Linked DNA regions of Bombyx mori: region 2 is linked to region 1. Evidence: chromatin contacts called from public Hi-C data. All regions are on one chromosome and are shown on one strand. Each heading gives the region's core, a stretch centred on a gene start, on an enhancer-like site or on the middle of the called end of the contact. The rest is flanking DNA. Distances are from core to core; before and after follow the strand shown.

Region 1 (6,001 bases), core at 972-3,471:
GATGAAGGGTATGTCATTGTTTCCAATCGGATTACTTTGTATGTATTGTGAGAGAATCTGAAAATTACATACAAAATTGATTTATTTACATGAATAATTTGTTAGATTAACTTTAGTCTATGTTAGAAGCGGTTGTATTTATTCCTTAATGACAAGGTATCAAAAGGTGGAATTTAACTGAATATGCAATTTCGAAAAGGGCACATGTCTGAAAAAGTAATGTTCAGGAAATGAAAAAAAACTGATTATTTTCTAAAGCAGTGTCAAATTTAAAATATTAACTTTTAGATATATTTTAGTGTTAATTAGCAATTGAAAATTATTGGAATTATTATAAAATGGGTGTAGGTAAGTCTGAAAACTACATGTATATGAATAAACGTATTTGACAAAATATGCGACATGTGCCCTTTTCGATTGGTGTCACATAAAACCAGTGACTGGTAGTAAATTAATGCGTTATTTCATTGGTATTGAGTTTGAAAGGCTATTTAGTTTAAGCGACACTTTGCTTAATACGCAACATTCACCTTAGTAATGAAACATGAATTTTATTTTATATTATTATCAACAGTTAGATATTTTTAATTGAACTTCAGTTAAGTTTACTCAATTCAAACAACTAAAGAAGTTTTTTTGTGTTGTTATTTTTTTTCGAAATTTTAAATTTTAAGTGTCTCTCCTGTAATGTTACACAAACGTCGGATAAACCAAACAGCGTTTTACCCCTCGATATAAAAATAATTACTATGACAATTAGCCTCTTAAAATAGCTACTCTTAAATCTTTTAATATTCCATCATACCTGTATTAAAATACTCTTCATTTCACTTGTCAAATGATCAGAAACATTGACCCATTCTAAAACGTTACGTAGCTCATCTCTCGGTAGTTCATTTTTAACTGTTAAGGTATGTAGCCAAGTTCCTACAACTCTTTCTTTCGGCGCTGACGGGAAGTGATGGGATTGAATCAGATTTTTGGCTAAGCAAATTCGTTTGGGTAATGGGGTTGCACTGTTGTCCAGGTGACGTTTTAATTCTGGAAGTTTTAACGATAATGTTAATTATTAATATTTATTTATGTGTAGACAAGCAAAACTATAATTATTAATACATTGTTCATGTTTGTATATTTATGTATGTACATGTATCTATAATATATAAATCTACAGTGATTTTTACGGATGTTCGGTTATAACTACTGAGCCATGCATTTGATTGACTTGAATCTTGGTATTCATGTAGAAAATACATTACTTAATGGATAGGCTAATATTTATATGAGTGTTGGACTCCCTAATAATAATGACAATAAATAATAATGTTAATTTTAAATGCCCAGCGAAGCGGGCGAGTACGGCTAGTACTATATGTGTGTGTATATATCTCTAAATTAAATAATATTAATTAAGTATATATTAAATCGATAGGTACAGCATGTGAAATTCATTTCCAAATGATTCTTGTCCACCTGATAGATGTTTGGAAGATATCGCTTTTAGCGATAAGACCGCCAATAATCCTTCTTTTGTATTTAATGTTTCGCATTGTTTATTCATTTTGTGTACTATAAAAAATACTATCTCTCTCAATAGTTAAACTTTTTAGTAATGTTTTGAGTATTTGTGTGATCTGAATCAGTGTGAAATCAATTTATGTACGTATTGTGATCATAGATCTCCTCATTGTAAAAAAGCCTAAATCGGTATGGACTATTTATTTACTGTAGGCAGATTTTTTTTTAATGGATATCCTCATCAGCCTGTATCTCTCTACTGGTGGATGTACACTTCTCCCATAGCTCGCCGCAATGAACGGTTCTCCGGCGGAATTAATAAATTACATCCATTACACATAGTTATACATTAGGTTGAATGATTTCCATGATTTTGTCTTGGTTTTTAGTTTGGATTGGATATAGGATTTACTATACGAAATTCATTTTATTTACAGCAACGAACACATGTTATTTATCTCATCAAATAATTTTGTTTTCGGATATTATTATCAAGTTTATATACAGTTTAGGTTATGTTTGTTTTTCGATAATATATCTTTTAATATAACATACCGTTTAATGGATTTAATGACATGTTGTTGGTTGTGCTTTGTTTAATTTATTTGCACGAAAAAAAGCACAAATTATTTATAAAAATAAAGTTCTGTGACACATGTGGATGTTTTCAATCTTAATAACATTTTTACAACGGTGTGATGAAGGTATCACATACCATACAGCCTAATCTGTTATATGAAAATAATATGAAAGCAATTGGAATGAAATGAGATGGGTTGTAACAAATTCTCAGTAAAGTGGTGGCTATCTATTGAGATTTGGTGGAAATATGAGGGTAGAATTTTATTTTGTTAATGTAATGTTTCTGTAGGTTTAAAAGTGTAACATCGGTGGTTTATTAATCAGTAAACAAGAGAACCGCAATTTAAATATTCTGTAGCAAAATTTCTAACCTTTTAAGGGCTAAAATGGATTAGCTTAGATGAATAGCTTTTTTTAATACAGTTTTCTAAGTGTACGTAGTTTAACATTTATGCTATATTTAGGCATTAAAGATATTTTAACTTTTTACCTATAAATTTATTTGCGTAGAACAAAATTCGTGGTGGCAAAGCGGATTTTCCTTTTGGGTATGTAGGGACACAGGCTATTATGTAAACAAAATTGTGCGTAGTCATAACATGTGGCTGCGCCCGCAAGATCCGTTGCTTTTTACTTTTTAAAGCAGTCGCGAATAAACGCTCGGACTAACCAGTTGTGTTATTTAATGATTATAATTATCTCACCTCCGATAGCGCTCTGAACCATTATTGACCACTACCAAAACAGCTCCTAAAGGTACTTGCGTCTTTAGTCATTTCTGTACTTAACACGGTAGCCCTCCTCCCCTTATCGTAGGTGTAGGACGATGTGCCTTTTTTTATGGCATTGATGGGTGGACGAGTACATAGCCTGTTAGTGGCTAATCACACGGTTAAGTGATTACCGCTACAACGTAAATACCGCCACCTTGAGATATGAGTTCTAAGGTCTCAGTATAGTTAAAACGGCTGCCCCACCCTTCAAACCGAAACGCATTACTGCTTCACGGCAGAAATAGGTAGGGTTGTGGTACCTATTCGTGCGGACTCACAAGAGCTCCTACCACATAACTCATAATCACACATACCACATAACACGCCAAACAGCAGAAACGAATATCAAAAGACCTAGTGATATCGAGAACGCTCGAGAAGTGTAACGCCATCTATTGTTCAATAACGGAAACACATATTGAAACGACTAGTCCTACCGGGAATATTCTCGATAGTTGTAGACTTGTCGTGTCGACTATAAAAGTGCCAGTGGCAGTGAGTATTCGGATCACCTGAAGCGAAGCGAAAGAAGTGAATTACGAATTGTAAACTGTTCCTTACTTAAGTGTTAAATAGAGTTTTAATTTGTACTTCGTTGAAAGTTTTATTTATCCCAAGCCCTAGCGCGTAACAATATTAAAGATTTTTTTTATTGCCTTTGTAGGCTAACGAGCATACGGCCCCCTGATGGTAAGTGGTTACCGTCGCCCATAGACTTCAGCAATACCAGGCGCAGAGCCAAGCCGCTGCCTACCGTCACGTATCCACAAGCCTCGTTTGAAGTCGTCGTGGCTTGAAAGATAAGACGCCTGGTATACTCGTGTCAAGAGATGTGACTACGCCCACGCTGAAGTCCCGCAGACAAGTAAAAAATGTGTCTATTGAAATAAGTATATAGCGTGATTTCTTAGCGCCTTAGGCTAACAGTGAATCACTCCTCCTTGCCTCGATAATCCTCAATGCTGGAGTTCGTGGCCTTCCTTAATAAATTTCTTTACGATAATTCTGCGCCAGTCCTGCCTTGCGCGGATGACATCGTGGACTTAGATGTTGAGTAGAGCGTATCTAGTTCGACCAGTGCTTTGGACTCTACCTCTGGGTATTCTTCTACCTTGCCTGTTATCAGCAATTTTTCTAAATTGTCACCTTTCTTTCTCGAAATGCGTCCTGAATCAGTGAATAGGTAGGAAAATATAATATGAAATTTTACACATTTTTTTTTATCTTACCTATTCTGATAGCCTTGAGAGGCTATTTCAGCTTCACCCTAACATGTAGGTGAGCTCACGGGGCTCAAACCGGAACTGTTGCTAACACTGGCCCTAGCAAGAGCAGTGCTTCGCAGAATCTACCGCCGGATCCGAAACGCGGCCCACTGAGAAGATCCGGCGAGAAACTCAGTGAGTTGTTTTTATGGGCTAGTTCGCACATCGGAGTCGACGAGTTCGACGAGGACGGTGACTGGTGCTTGAAGAGCTTAAAAGCACTGAAAGTGGGTCCAGGGAGTCCGACAAGAAATGTTTTGGGCGACGATGGCTTTGCTAAGCCTCTTCGCCAGGGTTATATGTAGTTAGCGCTGTTAGCGGTGGCCACGATAAGAGCGCTATCAAAGCTTTGCATTTTTAAAGTATTTTTCTGATGCTTCCCTAAGATACATAAGTATCGGTTCTAGGTTTACGTCGTCGTGCAGATCTGCATTCCTCAAGTACCACGGTGATCATAGATCGAATTGATATGAAATCTATATACAATATAAATATAAAAGGAATGATGGATGAAAGGAAGTATGTATGTTCACCTAAAATTATCTTACGTAGTTAGATTTCTCAATCGTCGAATGGCTTTTATGTTTTAGTATAAAGTTGCATTTTATTGCGAGCGAAGCGACGGCTGCAATTAGCTTAAACACAAAACCAAATCACCAGTCACCGTGCCAGGTTTAAGTCGATTTCAAAACCTCAATTGACACTGCCTTACTGACTATTATAAAATCTCAGAAATGATCAACGCGCAAATACAAGTTTTTTTATAATTACTCGTAATATCGCCCTATCACGACCGTGAAAGAATAGGGTAGAATTGAGCGTGAATTAATAAATATCAACCTTGAAACGATAAATTTGAGAATCAAAACGCGAACCTTAAAACATTGTAAATTATTCAAACAAAGATCGCGGCTTTAATAGAATAAATTAAAATTCCAAATATTATGACCAACCAAAAATAAAACGAAATGAATGAACAAAAGAGGTTTCATTCATAAAAAATGTCTGCCATTCCGAAAACGTATTAGCTTGGGATTAGATGGTTTCTGTCACGGTCGGGACACGAACCTAAAAAATAGGCCAAGACGAAAGTATGCGCATGCCTGAAACGATTGATTTTCCCCCACCATGACGTCACAATATGTCCGCCGCACAGTTTTCACGGTATAAAAATAACATTCTCTATCAGTTTCATCTCAATAACACAGGCATATGTTAGAATATTCGAGAATTCGAATCTGCTATTCATATTATACAAAAAAGATTTGAATTCAATCCTGTGAATGTTTTTTGAAACTTGTTTTGAATCAGTGATACCGTAGCTAGGCGATCGTGAAATGTTTTAAGTTAATTAAAAAAAAAAAAGGTTTATCCAACGTTACGAACATGATTTCACTAAAATTGCTATGTTTATGTAAGTAATTTATGTATACATAATTTTATTTTTATTTATACGCTTTAAGTGTTATGTTGCTGCACATTGCATGGTTAATATCTTAAATTTTATGTAGTTTTTGTGTTAACAGTATCCGTGCTAACAATGGCGATTCATCGTGTGATCTGACACTAGAAGCTTAATTTTTTTTCCGAAATCAGATTGCGTTGTTATTTAAAAAAAAAGAGTCTGTTATATATTTTCGTATCGTCTTTAGTTTTAATCAAATAAAGAATTTTTTTTTTTTGTAATTCCATTAACTTTTGATCCATCAATACAATCAAGCAAATTCCACCTTAAGCATTTCCAACTTAACTAGAGTAATGAAGGTAAGTTGTATCTTTTCTAGAGTATCTGTTTTAGAGTATCCTACAGTATCTTTTTTAGAGGTTTCTTAGAGTTCATGTTTTTGTATTATCTGTGAGTGA
Region 2 (5,369 bases), core at 865-3,364, 60 kb before region 1:
CTTTGTATTTCCTTTAATATCACGTCCAACGTCTCATTTACTATAAAATTTGTACACGTATCAAGGATCATTACAATAATATTATTTACTTTTATCTAACCAAAATAACTGAAATAAAATTTGTAGTGTTCGGTTTGCTCATAAAAGGATTCTCCTTTTGGTTTTAATTCCATTTATTTTTAATTGCATCACAGTAATGAGTAATGCAACACACATTGTTTTGATAATTTAATTATAGTTAGTTAAGTTTCGTCATCTGTCTTTTGGATTGTTTGATTTGTTTCTATTCTATTTCTATTTCGTTTATTTCAGGACAACTGACAGCATTCCACTTTTGGACCCGACTGTACAGCAGCCAAACGTAACTCCAGCACCTGCGGACACTATTAGCACAATTAGTATTTAGAAAAAAAACAATATAAAATTGGTACTAATACTGTCGCGAAACAGTGTTTCGGTGAAAAATGTTGATCTACCCAAAACACAAGTACTGGTGTTGCCAACTAACAGTTCCTGTGACGATATGAATTGAAACGATATATTATGTATTAAGAGCATTGTCGATATGTCGTATTTAGACTTTCAACGCTCAGCGAAAAAAAAAACTATGTTCATTATTCTAGTCTATATAAGAATGATTAAAATTAAAAATAAGATTTATGTGATTATTGGGGATTTTACGATATATTTTAATCGTTCGTGGTATTTAGTAAATAACTTCCTGTAATTTCTCGGAATAGGTCAACCTCCTGTAAAAGCGAATGAAATGTACCTAATTCAAAAAAGCTAAATGCAAATATAATAAGTAATCTATATATTTGATTCGAGTTGACAAATGTTTACGATTGACTTCAACGGTGAAGGAATAACATCGTGTAAAAATCATACCCGCAAAATTATAATTTGCGTAATTACTGGCGGACCTCTTGTGAGTTCGCGCGGGTAGGTACCACCACCCTGCCTATTTCTGCAGTGAAGCAGTAATGCGTTTCGGTTTGAAGGGCGGGGCAGCCGTTGTAACTATACTGAGACCTTAGAACTTATATCTCAAGGCGGGTGGCGCATTTACGTTGTAGATGTCTATGGGCTCCAGTAACCACTTGAGACCAGGTGGGCTGTGAGTTCATCTACCAATCTAAGCAATACAAAAAAAGTTTCAAAATATGATCAACTGGGAGGTTGATTTTTAAATTTTATAATAAATTGGAAAGAGCAGGCGGATAGGTCGCCTAAAATGCCTACATAACTATTGATTTATCTACGTATAGATGTTCGATATCACTGTTTGAATTTTTGAAATAATGTTTCTAATTCGTGTTTAGGTAGTAGTAGTTACTTGGAAATTATCATAATTGATAATTATGGCGCCTTGTCGACTTTGTTCTAAATTCTACTCTTTAGTGCTGTTTGAAATTTTGAATATTTTAAATCAGTTTTACTCAATAGTTCCGAAGTTGTTGACAATAAATCTTCATTATAAAATATCTATGTGAATTACAGAGACAATTCTATTTATATCGTATAAAAGTGAGTTCTATTTCGGGATAATAGTAGAGAATAATTTATTTCCGTTAATTGGAACGAATTGGAATGTGGCGAAGTGTAAAAAAATATAAATAATCATTTCTGATACCAACTAAGCTTTAAAGAAATGACAAAAGTTTTTCCTTGAATTATGTATACAGTATTCGTGACTATAAAAGCATCAAATTCAATGACCTATTAGATTGATTAGAAGAAACATTTTAGCTTTGGATATTGTAAACAAAGACAAATATAATGAATGGAATGTATCTTTATTGCTTTTTCTCTCTCTGGAAATGAATTGTGGATGAGTGGAAATTCAGATAGAATATAGTCCAAGCGCTAGAACTGGTGATACAAAACTGCGTAGGTAGGGACGTGCGAAAATTTTGTGAACATAAAAAAAATACTTATGCAATTCAACAGAAATTTTAGTTTGGAAGGTTTGGGGGAAAAAAAGAGTAAGAAAGGATCATTTATCGAGGGAGTGATGCTCCCTCGTAGATCTTCGGTTACATTATAGGATTTTAAAAAAAAAATCAGCGTAGCCTCGTAATATGGCTGTCATAAATATGGCAATGAACACAAAATAATACAGAAGGTATAAAATCGAGCCGATATACTACGGCATAACCTCTTCAAGGACATAATATGCACATCTATGTCAACGGTTTTTTTAATACTTATTTATCATCGTTGTTAATATTTTTTTTACAAAATGAATTCCTTTCGATATATAATAGAATTAACAAATCGCAATAATTACAAATATAGTTTAAAATTAATGTTTTTTTTACTTTAAAAAGTAGTAGTAGTGTTTGGCTCTGAAGAGGTTATACAGTTTAAAAGTATTACTATTAAAACTAAACCTTGAATACCTACCGAAACTAAATGTAGCCGATATCGTGAATTCTCGTCTCAAGATAAATAATACAAGCTCCACGCTCTGTTTAGACATTAGCTATCTAAGTGAAATGTGTCTTTTGGCAACTAAACTATGTCTACTAAAGTTTGTGTACTGAAACGAAAACTTTTCGAATCTTTTTTATTCTGTGCTTGATATGAAATCCAGTAGGTTATTTTTTTGTTTTTTAATATCTTTTAAAACATGTGCGTTTGTTATAGTAATCGGCAAACTTCTTGAGCAAATGACCTTGACTGCGCAGAACCGAATTTTAGGTCACTTTGGTGGTGAGGGTGAGGCGCGACGGCAGGGGAAATCGTATCGAGCGCGTTATTGGTAGATCAGTCGAACCTTGCGTCCCGCACCGCGCCCTCATTCCGCTTGCTCCCAAAAGTACGCTTGCGTACAGTGGAAAGTCTATCGTTATTAATCGTTAAGTTATTTGTTATAATTGCTTGTGGACTTTGTTGCCATTGCTATTTGTTGAGTGTTTGTTGATTTTTTATAAAACATACACTATGCCGTGACAAACTGGTGTAGTACTTAAAAGAAAGGGTAGAAAATTTGTGTACGACGTATATTGCTTCATTATAAAACAGGGGAAGAATGATATGGAAAAATTAAAACAGACTTCGGAAGCAACAAAAACATCAGTGAGTACTGTTAGGTGCATTATTAACGAAGCTAAAGGCTCTGGCTTGCTCGCAGTGTTTCGGACTCCGGGTAAGAAAAGATCAGGGAAGAAGAAAGTTACCGGAATGGATAGTTTCGTTCAATCTGTAATAAAAAGATGTAATCATAATAACTACATAACAAGCAGCGAAACTCCGTACCGTAGAAAGGCTTCGAAGAATTTAAAGAAGATATAAATTTTAATGGCTCGGAATGAAGCTTACGACGAATTATGAAAGAGCTAGGCTTCAGATGGAAAAAAAGAACAGAAAATAATCGGAAGCTGGTAAATGAAAAAAGTACACATTCGATTACTACGAATTGAATATCTTCAAAAAATAATTAATTATAGACAAAAAAGAAGACCGAATCGACAGAGTTGTAAACTACGCCGATGAGCCCTATGTCGACTCATCACGATGATAGCGACTCGGGTGATGAAAACAGTGATGATGATGATGGTCAAGATTATGATAACGAAAAAAAAATTACAAATACCAGCTTCGCTTTAACTGAACCAAGACCTGGCAACAGCTCTAGTTTTGATTTAATAGAAGGAATATCTATTTTACCCCAAGATTAAATTATTACAATTATTAACCTATATGTTTTGTTGATGTTCTAATAAATATATAAATAAATACATATGTTGATTTTAATAATTTAATAGCATTATGACGCAGAGTAAGTAATGTTTTTGCACGTGAGTGTACCATGCGCAAACTTACCCCCACTACGTCAACAAATGCTCAAGAAGTTTGCCGGTTATTATATCAGTTGTATGTTTTTTTACATTTATTCACCGATTTTTCCGTCACTTGTGGGTATCCCATGTAAAGTATATTGTGGAAGTGAAATTACAAATCATTTATATGTATTTACTATTGAAGTAGTTTTTATCTATAATCATTTTGTTCCAGTTTACGAGCAATTAAGATGATAGTTTAGTTTTATTTAACATTTAAAGATTCTTTTTGTATTTTTGTTACCTACTTGTGTGATCTCAAAAATGTGGTATTATAATAACTAATGTTTTTTAGGTTATTATTGTAAGTACAAACAAAAATTAGTTTTTAATCAAACGAAACTTGCGTTTTACATAATACCTACTAACAAAGCAACATTCTATGTGATTATTAAGAATTTTAGCAAAACTATTGCTGCGAATTTTAATAAACGTTTTGAAAACTTCAGTTTTATTTATGTCATTACCTACACTGTTAGAGTCCATTAGGGCAGGCAAGATTAACCAAAATAACCAATGCTATTAATTCATGAACTTTATTTTTATGTTGTTCTAACGAAGCTTACGGAGAATACCTACTATGTTGTAGGCAGCGGCCAGGCTGTCCGCGGCATTGCAGGGGTCCATGGGCGACGGTAACCACTCTCCGTCAGGTGGGCCGTATGCTCGTTTGTATACAAGGACGATAAAAACAACGATACACTGATAATATATATCAATCCAATAATAACCTAGATACTAGGATGAGCATCATTTTAGCCAAACCCAATCGTTTTTACACGCTTTCTATTATTAGCTTCACTTGTATGCATGTATGTTTGTAACTGACTCCTTTAGGTGCGATTTTGACCCACTTTAAACGGCCAGATTTCATTCATATTTTGTAGATTTATCGAGGACCGATGACAATTCAATATTAAAAAAAAATTTGAAATTCAACTAAAAAATGAAAAATAAATAATAGTTTAAAAAAATGGTGCATGGTGTGGTGTTATTAGTTATATTTTTCTGAGAGATATGAGTACAAGAATTATTATTGAAATAATATATTAAAAAGCACCCCACTCTTTTTTTACAATAAAAAAAATTTTTTTTTACAGTATTTTCGATTTAAATTTATTAATTTATTATATCATTGGGTTCAAATTCACGTCCCATTTGTTACAAGAGTTACAGACATCATGTGTATGTCGCCACCGACCTTGGCATAAGAAGTGGAAGACTCCGTCGCATTAAGGTCTGCCCCAAACCTTCAAACTGGGTCGCAAGACTGTTTTGTGGCAGAAATAGGCCATTACGATAGGCTTTTCACATTTACATGGACTAGTGGTCCCGCAGTAGTCGAAATTCTACTATAATTAATTGAAATTATAAGTTTGAACATTATTATGGTTCTATTGTCAAAGACTATTTATTATACTTCTGTAATCACAGATTTCGCCAAGACTACACTTTTGACAAATATTAACAAAGACAAACAATATTTAATCTATTCTCAATTTGACCATAGACATTATGCAATAA

What was found. Hi-C and Micro-C count contacts between places; a contact is called where the count stands out from the background.
Region 2: a Hi-C map of middle silk gland shows a contact between it and region 1, with 2.2 times the contacts expected there. The contact joins the enhancer-like site here to the promoter of LOC101739009 in region 1. A contact is called at or near these places in 3 of 7 Hi-C or Micro-C datasets (middle silk gland, midgut and whole pupa).

Annotation. Positions count from the first base shown.
Region 1 is chr24:6,692,510-6,698,510 of ASM3026992v2, reverse strand. LOC101739009 reads right to left here and starts at 2,221. Exons shown (of 11, transcript XM_038019891.2): 1 at 2,074-2,221; 2 at 806-1,041; 3 at 1-57. The coding sequence starts at 2,095. LOC101745705 (lysosome-associated membrane glycoprotein 1) reads left to right here and starts at 5,275. Exons shown (of 6, transcript XM_004923124.5): 1 at 5,275-5,552. The coding sequence starts at 5,525.
Region 2 is chr24:6,753,401-6,758,769 of ASM3026992v2, reverse strand. No RefSeq gene overlaps it. Among protein-coding and RNA genes, the nearest start is that of LOC101740175, 11 kb to the left of the region's middle. Within about 2 kb of position 2,114, at least 1 of the 8 cell types and tissues checked has open chromatin away from gene starts, as enhancers often do.